3 separate regions of the Zea mays genome follow, and regions 1 and 2 are each linked to region 3. The links are chromatin contacts, called in public Hi-C maps. All regions are on one chromosome and are shown on one strand. Each heading gives the region's core, a stretch centred on a gene start, on an enhancer-like site or on the middle of the called end of the contact. The rest is flanking DNA. Distances are from core to core; before and after follow the strand shown. Region 1 holds the start of LOC100192758 (putative protein kinase superfamily protein). Region 2 overlaps LOC100280665 (methylcrotonoyl-CoA carboxylase subunit alpha). Region 3 holds the start of LOC103640588 (L-type lectin-domain containing receptor kinase IX.1).

Region 1 (3,013 bases), core at 292-2,791, 580 kb before region 3:
CACTAAAACTGTACACGCAGGAAATTCAGCTTGCGGTCATAATAGCACTTAACTCAAGCACCAAACAAAATCATGGAGGGATAGTGCCACAAATTCTCAAGTTTAAATCATTGTGATTTAGTTACCAGGTTTCAGTTTATATCAAGACACTTAAGCATTTCAAGAAACATGCACGCTTTTGTTTACTTCTAATTTTTCACTAACTCTTCTTATAATTATAAAATGAGTGTCATTTTAGCACCATATAAAAAATATCTAATTTGGGTATATAATTTTTATGAGAAATAGGTAATAACAAATTATGACTAATGTATAAATTTCACATGCTCAGGTTTTATATTGTATTTACAACAAAAATAACAAATTGTTAATACAATAAAGCATGTGAGAGCAAGTTAAATCTAAAACTAATTATTCTCTGAGGATGCATAACCATGTTAAGTTTTCTTGGGCTACTATAATATCATGCAAGGACAGTGGAAGATCATTTTCCATTTTTACATCTATATATTATTTATAAATCATTTAAGACTACTTAATATGCATTAAACAAGTTAAATCACTAACTTAATCATACATGCACCAAAATTCATGACCTTTTTACCCGTCACCAAGCATCACACCAAGAGTCTATTGTAAAAATTTGAATCCATTTGGAGCACTAGAGCTACAGATCCAAAAATAATAAGAAAAACAATCATCTTTTTCATATTATGAAGAATATTACGAAGAATAAATGTCACACTTGCAAAAAAGGAATTTAAGTTGAAAACATTATTCAAACAAAAGAAATTACATACAAGGCTTTTCTTTAAATACTACTCCCTCAATCCAAAAATATAATTGAATAATCTCGGTGATATTTATCTACTACTACACATTGTGGAAGGGTAGTAGGTGGGCTTCGGGATAGATGTAGTATATGTTTTTACTATAATAGATATAGACATAAACACACATGTGGTGTAGTGGTAGCTATGAGCACATTTGCTTGAGGGGTTGCGCGGGTTCAAATCTCCTTGAGGTCATTTGTGTTTTTTTAATTTAATTTTAGCTAGGAGTTGGATGTACGTGGGAATGGAAATAGACTTTGTGGAGAGGGGAAATGAGAAAGGAAACAAGGAATGGTGACCGAACATGAGAATTGACTGTGCGGAAAGGGGAATCGGAAAGGCAGAACAAGAATTGTGAGAATGAACTGTGCGGGGAATGGTGAGAATGGACCGTGCGGGGAGGGGGGAATCGAAAAGGCAGAACAGAGAATAAGAATGACAGAACACGGAATGACAGCCTACCCTTACTGCCTTAATAATCTTTTAATAATATAGATCTAATTATTATTTTTAAAAAGTACTTTGATTATTTGCAATTGCACTGATATGTTTTTATTATAATAACACTTAAATAACTTCTTAAATAATAATGATAATGATACACTTTAAAAGGAAAGAAGTATAACGACACAAATCTAATTGTCCTTCTCGTAATTATTGCCGGCAATTCCGACTCCTCTGACAATCCATCTACCACGCGCGGCCAAACTCCTGTTCTTCCACCTGCTGGCTGCTCCTGCCTCCCCTGCGCCCCAAACCCACCCGCCTCGCCGTCCCCGCAGGCCGCAGCCTGCTCTCGGCTCCCGCCGCCGTCTACCGCGTCCTGCGGCTGCGGTGTTGCGTCACCTCGGGTTCGCCTTAACTTCCACAATCCTCGCCGTCCTGGTGCTCCGCCGCCCCTCCCTTTGTACTCGCGCTGGAGCTGCAGATCCACCGCGACCTGGCGACCAATTCCTCCTCCCGCTGGTAAACACGCCCTCGCTTGCTTGCGCTGACTCGCTCGCCCTTACCGGAGCTAGCTGCAATCGAACCCAAATCCGAATCTTTCTCTCTCTCCATCGCTCCCACCCTCCCATCGCGCGGCGATTTGTTTGCTTCGTGTTGGAGCCGTGCTCTGTACCCAGTTCGCGTCCCAAGATTTTTTAGGGGCTCACTTCCTTGAATTTCGCTGAAATCTCGCCGTTTACACCTCCTTGTTTCTGCAGAAGAATTGGCGACCTTGGCCTCCGCCCCCGCGGCGCGGAGGAGTCAACTGTGGTAGCAACCACCGCGGAGGCTGCAAGCCTTCGGTAAGGGAGGAAAGTTGACTTGTTGGAAGCCGGTCCAGGGCCGCGATGACGTCGACCGCCGCCGGCGCGTCGTCGTCGGCGGCGAAGAGCGAGTCCTACCTGCGGGCCGACAAGATCGACCTCGAGAGCCTGGACATCCAGCTGGAGAAGCAGCTGGCCAAGACCTGGGAGAAGCACAAGGGGTCGTACAACCAGGGGCCCAGGGAGGACTGGGAGATCGACCTCGCCAAGCTCGAGATTCGCTACGTCATAGCGCAGGGCACCTACGGCACGGTGTATCGCGGCACGTATGATGGGCAGGACGTCGCAGGTACCCCTGTTGTACCTCATCCTGACTTCGTTTGTGGTTTAGTTGTGCCTCTGAGATTACGCGGTTCTGCTGTTGTAGAGGATTTCTTGGTTTTCATCAGTAGATAGTTGAACCGTTTTCATATATCCAGGCAGGCTAGCATGGCAAATGATACATTTAGTATCAGCTGGTAAATAAAAAAATGAAGCATACCTGTGTAACAAGCTATTGACAAAGAGCTTCTTTGCAGTGGTCTGTGTGCGAATTGTGAAGTATTTGCATCTTTGCGGATTCATGTTTTTTTTTTCTCTACTCTGAAGTTCTGATTGTTTAATTCTGAAACCTGTTATAGCCTCATTTTTAAGCTTACAGCTTCATTTGGACATGTTTGGAACCTGGGGAAAAAATATGTTATCGTGTTTCCTGTGAAATTCTGGTGTTTTTTGTTGTGAAACTGAACTGATTCCTGTGAAATTCCTGTAGCCCTGGGTGCCTGATTTTGGCGCATATGTGGTATGATGACTCATGAGCTTATTTAGTGTCCTGGTCCTTTAAAAAGAAATTGTGAATTTGTGATGGTTAATTCTTGTAGATCATCTAAG
Region 2 (3,418 bases), core at 146-2,645, 620 kb before region 3:
AAATTGATGTGCCCAATCTGATATGTCTTCGCATAATTGATTGATTGTCAAAGCAAAGAATATTTGACAAAACAAATCAATGGCCTACATAGTGAAAGAGTGTATTTCTAGCCTCACTAGAAATAAAGTCTCTCTGTCGAGATCAGACACAGGAAAGTACATAAATATGATGATGTATGTGTCCATGGCATGGCTTCAAAACCAGGAGATTAATCAAATGGACTTTAGCAATGTAATACACTTCATCTGTCAGTTGATATCTTACTAATTATATTTCTATCTTGATCAGACAGAAGATGGCACTTCTGGTTTAGATGTCAAAGTTGATCACAAGGGTGACCACGATTTTCGTGTGGATGTTTCTGGTCTGCAAACTGATGTGACTCTAGCATCTTATTCAAAGGTTTACCTGATACTTTGGTCACAGTGAACTGAGGTGTAGATAATCCATTATATCTGTAATTCCTCCACCAAGTTCCTCACCTCGTTTCTTGCAGGGAAACAGCAAACACATACATGTCTGGCATGGGAATCATCACCACCATTACAGACAGACTGTAAGAGCTGAGCATGCAGTTGAAGATAGCTCCCAACCTAGTCATGCTTCTGAAGGGAAGTCGCATCCAAAAGGGAGTGTTCTGGCACCGATGGCTGGCTTGGTTGTGAAAGTTTTGCTTGAAGACGGGGCTCAGGTGGACGCAGGGCAGCCTGTCATGGTTATGGAAGCAATGAAGATGGAGGTCTGGAATAAATTTTTTTCATGGCTATTTCTTAAGTTTCGTCAAACTTCAACTAATCCTAAATTTGCCTTCTCTACTCTTTCCAGCATGTTGTGAAGGCGCCTCGTGCCGGATACGTGAGTGGCCTGAAGGTTACTGCAGGCCAACAAGTTTTTGACTCCAGTGTCCTTTTCACAATCAAGGTATGTAGTGCTTTTTTTTTAAATACAGTATCCTGAAATCTTGCAGTTTGCCTCTCTCTGTTTTTTTGTCACAACGAAGCTATTGCTAAGTCTCATCATCATTAGAGGTAGACCAAACAGCAATCAAACTTATTCGAAGGTATCCAACTTAGAGAGTATCTAAAATGAAAGGAAAGAAAGTGTAGAAGTGAGTGGCGGAAATTAGAACATTGTGCTGTGCAGCATACTAAGCATCTGCAGCTATGCGCCCTCTGTAGCGTAGCAGCAGCAAAAGGCGGCCTTTTGCATTGATTTGCTACCTTCTGAATATATTTTAGCGGTCTATAATGGTTTGAAACAATAAAACGGTGTTCAACCGCTCAATAGCCATTTCTGGGGAAAGCAAGCAGTTGCAGCAATGTCTATCTGTTAAAGGAGAGCCTTTTACTATCTGTGGTGGAGTTGTTGCTTCAAACGGCCCCACCAAACTGGCCGCGACCTTTTTTTATTTTTATGTAGAGAGCAACGTTTCGCACGTTCCTTGTGTCAGCTTCTCATGGAGTCATGGATGGAATCCCTACGACTAGAAAAGTTGTGTTTCCTTCCTTCCAATGCAGTCCTAGAACTCAGCTGAAATCCAAATGCACCCCTTTTTCCAAATTTTCAGGACAGCTCTGCAAACTGAGATGGAGCGATCACTGCCCTAGAGTAGTTGCACTGCAACTGCATCAAGCACCCAGCGGATGCTCGTCCAGATAGAGAAGCGAAGGAAATAAACTGCTGGGTTCGTCTGCGGGCAATCCAATCCGGCAGGGCAAGCAGACGGCGCATGGTGTTTCCCGGCTTGATGCGAATCCATCATCCGCCGCAACAATTCCATTGCGTAGTGTACACGAACATGAAACTGTACCACGCTGAGCAAGAGGAATTCTTGTTTGATTTGTGCAATGAAATAAGTTGATTCCATCACCGTTCCATTTCTCATAATTAGTAATAATAATGAATAATTAGTAATAATATAATGAGGAATGTGTTTATTTTACCAATTTTATGGAATGGACTCGTGATGTATCACCTCATCTAGAATCAATTGATTCTTTAAACCAAACACTCTCTAAGCAAATGAGATCAGTTCTATGTACCACGCTGGATAGGGACGTTGAGAACCGTGACCGAAGGATCAGTCAAATAACCAACTGAGAGCATCTCCAAGAGAATTTTCATTTTTGATTCTCTATTTATCTTTTCATAAAGATTATACTCTATATATAGCATCTTCATTCCAACAGATTATCTATCTAGTTTGATTAGTCAGGTGGCTAGCCAAATTTGGCTAGTGAGGGAGTCAATTTGGAGAGTCGGATAGTTTGGCGAGTCAGATAGCTAGTGTGTTGAAGAGTTATTTTGTTGTTGAATAGCTAAAATTTAGCTTGGTGAGCCATTTAGCTACTCTCTTAGAGATGCTCTGAAGAAGCTGTTGAAAGAGTTATTTTTTTTCTCGCTAAAATCTATTACTAGCCATTAGAAAGGATACAGAAAATCTCTTAAAGCTGCTCTTAGATAAGCTTTGGCTACTCCATAGGAGCTACAAATTTGACTCCTCCCAAGCACACCCTAATGCTACATAAATATTTCCTAAAGCTACTGAAACTGACCACTGCATTCCTGAAAAATTGACACTGCATCAATGTACCAACAGAGGCCAGATAGTTGTTCTCGAGTCCATGTGAATTGGACAGTTGGGACTAGGCTTATTGCATAGAAAACAACAGCTAACAATCAAATACACAAAGTTAATAAACCAGTGTAGAGATGGCAATGGGTAAATACCCACCGGGTATTACTACCCCATACCCATACCCACGACACAAAAATAATCTCATCGGGTCACCCATATACACTGGCGGGTATGGATTTACCCCCATATCCATACCCATGTGGGTATGGATCACCCATCGGGTCACCCGTACCCACAAAAATTATACAACTATCAAAATATTATACTATACAAATGACAAGTATATCCATATAACTAACATTACAAAATTTTCTAGCATCATTTAACCATCCATTCAACACACCAAAGATAATTGGATAAAGTAGTAACACTATGATAGTACTACATAGCACATTACATGTTCCATTACATGGTCATTAAATTGTTGTTAAATAGAAAAAAGTTGGATGACTAAAGTCCAAGTTCATGCTTCGGATAAGTTTATATTGGGTATTTTATACCCACGGGTTAACGGGTATAAGTGAAGGCAGAACGTTCTAATACCCGTTTACCCATTGGGTGAAGATTTTTGCCTAATAACAGACCCACGGGTAGAATATTTAGCCCACATACATACTCTAATGGAGTAAATACCCATTGGGTATTGAGTCACGGGTACCCATTGCCATCTCTAAACCAGTGCCTAAACAACAAATTAACACTAGGAGAAGGAAAATGGGGACGAAGCTCATCTCGAAGGGACCGGTGATCCGTACCTACCCGCCTGCCCACAACGTGAT
Region 3 (3,040 bases), core at 500-2,999:
TTCATGATAAGATCGTTATGTTAATGGGAACATGGAGAACCACCCGGGAAAACGTGCCACCACAAGGGAGGAATGTGACCCCTTGGCTAACTAATTAGGAAAGCTAGTGGAAGACTACCTTACCCGAAAGGGGCAAGGGCAGTAGGGGAGTTGCATGCAGGGAGGTTCTCGGGTTCATTTTGCTGCGATGGCGGTCAGACGAGGGATTCTTGCAAGTGCTCTTCCCATAACTGTAGCGGGTTTTCGGAAGCTAGTGAAACTTTGTAAAGGTCTCGTAGTGGATCCCTAGCCATTCACCTCGCTAGTGTCTAAGGACCTTGCAAACCCTGGCGACATGAGATACACGACTTGTGGATAGAGTGTAAAACTGGTATACTAGCCGTGCTCACGGTCATGAGCGACTCGGACACTCACATGATTAATTTATGTAACTTAAATTCAATTTGTTATTTGCATTTGCATGGGATTATTTATTAATTTTGTTCTATTATTCTTATTATGGTTTGGTATTTACTTACATTTAATAACTGCTAATAAAATTTGACCAATGTATTAAAAGCAATGCTCAACTTTAACCTCTATTGTTGGTCAGCCTTACACATCACATGAACTCTCACCTTTGGTGAGTTAATGCACATTATTCCCCACAACTTGTTGAGCGGTGAACATGTGTGAGCTCACCCTTGCTTCTCACCCCCCCCCCCCCCTCACACAGGAGAAGAACAGGTGGTTCAAGAGGAGACATACAATGAGGAGTTCGATTTGATATAGATGGCGTCTCCCAGTTGACTTATTAGTTTGTTTATATTTAGCTTTATTTTGTAAGACTTTTGTTATGTAATAAGTATTCTGATTATATTGTGACATTTATCTCTATACACTCTGTTATTATATATGTTATCTTTTTTGCGTATGTATAAGATGCACCCGGTTTTGTTTTTTAAATCCGGGTGTGACCGGCGGAGAAGGCGGGCAGCCATGGCCGGCGCCCGGCGACACCCTTGCCCGACCTCTTTTCTGTTCTGCTCTGTAGTTGTCCATTTCGTTTGGAAGTTTCACAAGAGTGGTTCGAAAAGGGGTCTGTAAGCAAATGGAGAAGTGTACTTAGTGCTCGTCAAATGTCTTGGTTCTAATCTAAAGCGGTGCAACTGTGGGCTTTGTCATGTCAAACGTGGTTTGGGTTGGGTAAATCCGTCGACATTGCCGGCCTGCGCTTGGCTCGAATCATGCCGGCTGCTATCACTGCCGTTTTTAATCCGATTTGCCGGCGGTCTGCGCGGGCAGCCTGCCCGGAACGTGAGGCCGCTTGGGTGCCGCTGCTACCTCGTCTACCTGCTCGACGACGTCACCCTGCCGCCATCGCCGGCGACGCGGCCGCCGCTACCGCCCATGCCTTCGCCGCCGCTGGCCCTCGGCTCCAGGCAAACATTTTTTTTGTCCCTGATTTGATCGGTCGTCCAACTAAAACCGAGTTTGCTTAAAACCAATTTGATGAATCTGGACCGTCTGTTTTTTTTTGGTTGAACGGAGCTGAAGTCCTAAACAGGCTCTATTTCTGGCGCCAACTGCTGCTGTAGGGTCCGCTAATGGGCCATGGCCCAGTAGCCGAAGGGGAAATAGGCCCACGTTGAGAGGAGGAGGAGATCAGACCGGGCCCGTTAGTAACGTACAAGAATGTTACTGTTTGTGTTTGGGCAGATATTACAAAACCTGCTCAAGTCAACCAACGGATGAGCTTAGAGAAGAACATTCAACAAGCTCAGGCGAGGAGAGAAGAACATCCAACCAAAGTATAAAGGCAGCCCTTTGTCTCTCTGGCTATGGGGGACGCCGTGGCCGTGACGTCGTCGGTTTCGGTCTCTGAAGATCGGATGCACTCTGACTTGGTCGCCTCGCCATCAACAAGATGTCCAAGGTTTCACTGCAGGTTCTTTTCTCTCTCTTTTTTTACACTTTCTTCTTCCTTTTTAAGCTCCGATCCTCGCTTGAGGAATGGGTTAAAGCGACAGGAGCAGTTTGGCATGGTCAAAGGCTCAAAGCAACATCTAGAATGGACTACTTAGACCCCGTTTGTCAGAACTTTGGCTTTACCTTTTCTCTGGAAAAAAGCCAAAACTCAGTCAAACATTTTTTTAATAGCTTACTACGAAAAGCATCTAAATGCCAAAGTTGTTTTTTATTATGAAGAAAAAACCACAAATAGTAGCTTCATCAATCCTGGATCTATTGCTTCGGGAAAAAAAAAAAACTCTGACTCTGCCATTTTAATACAGGAAAATGACTCTGTCTCTACTCTCTAGGATAAGCCGTTTGTACTGAATAATTTGCGAAATGGCTTTAACTATATAAAAAACTGCTTTTCAGGAAGCCAGGGAGGTAAGCTTTTTTTGGGCAAACCAGCTGAGTTGCAAAATAGGTCTATCTCCAGCAACTCTCATATCTTATTCCTAATCTCACGTCCTATTTTAAACTTCAATCTATATATATAATGCGAAACAATGTTTTACATGGTTATATGCACAATCTGCTCGAACAAAACTTTACTTGAGAGATAAGATATTCACTGTTTCAGTCAAAGCAGATCAGTCTACGGTGCTAGCCAACTACAAAACTTTTTCTGACCACTATTGAGAAACTTTCTTGCGCACAAGGGGAGAGCTTTTTTTTTTCTTCTTCTCAACCAAAAGAAGAAAAAAAAACAGTCCTGTCATCTACAAGAAGTTGGCATGGCATTTCGTTTGGTTGACTCTGAACTTGTAGTTGTAGCTGCGTCTATTATGAAGATTTGGTCTCTGCATGTGTGCACACTGACACAGGACACCGAGTCCTGCTCCTGCATCGTGCTGGAACTGGACAGCTCAAAAGCCACCTGGATCCCCTACAATTCCTCATCGAGCGGCGGCTGACGAGGAGCAGAAAGCAAGGGTACGGTGTCCCCGTCCCCTGCGGCCATGGCATCCTGCCTTCTCCTCCTCGCCGCCTTGGCCATCTTCTTCGTCGCGGCCGCCGGGCAGAACAACAGTATCATGGAGCCGTTTAA

Evidence for each region. Hi-C and Micro-C count contacts between places; a contact is called where the count stands out from the background.
Region 1: a contact with region 3 is called in a Hi-C map of tassel, with 2.8 times the contacts expected there. The contact joins the promoter of LOC100192758 here to the promoter of LOC103640588 in region 3. A contact is called at or near these places in 3 of 25 Hi-C or Micro-C datasets (leaf and tassel).
Region 2: a contact with region 3 is called in a Hi-C map of leaf, with 5 times the contacts expected there. The contact joins the enhancer-like site here to the promoter of LOC103640588 in region 3. A contact is called at or near these places in 3 of 25 Hi-C or Micro-C datasets (ear, leaf and tassel).

What each region holds. Positions count from the first base shown.
Region 1 is chr1:175,591,096-175,594,108 of Zm-B73-REFERENCE-NAM-5.0, forward strand. LOC100192758 (putative protein kinase superfamily protein) reads left to right here and starts at 1,542. Exons shown (of 7, transcript NM_001137956.2): 1 at 1,542-1,799; 2 at 2,039-2,432. The coding sequence starts at 2,168.
Region 2 is chr1:175,552,371-175,555,788 of Zm-B73-REFERENCE-NAM-5.0, forward strand. It overlaps LOC100280665 (methylcrotonoyl-CoA carboxylase subunit alpha), which reads left to right. Exons shown (of 16, transcript NM_001371674.1): 13 at 290-403; 14 at 498-740; 15 at 827-922; 16 at 1,569-1,937. The coding sequence ends at 1,586. Among protein-coding and RNA genes, the nearest start is that of LOC100280665, 6.2 kb to the left of the region's middle. Within about 2 kb of position 1,396, at least 5 of the 20 cell types and tissues checked have an H3K27ac peak or open chromatin away from gene starts, as enhancers often do. A contact at or near this core is called in leaf, where this site is marked.
Region 3 is chr1:176,173,584-176,176,623 of Zm-B73-REFERENCE-NAM-5.0, forward strand. LOC103640588 (L-type lectin-domain containing receptor kinase IX.1) reads left to right here and starts at 1,750. Exons shown (of 2, transcript XM_008663771.3): 1 at 1,750-3,040. The coding sequence starts at 2,952.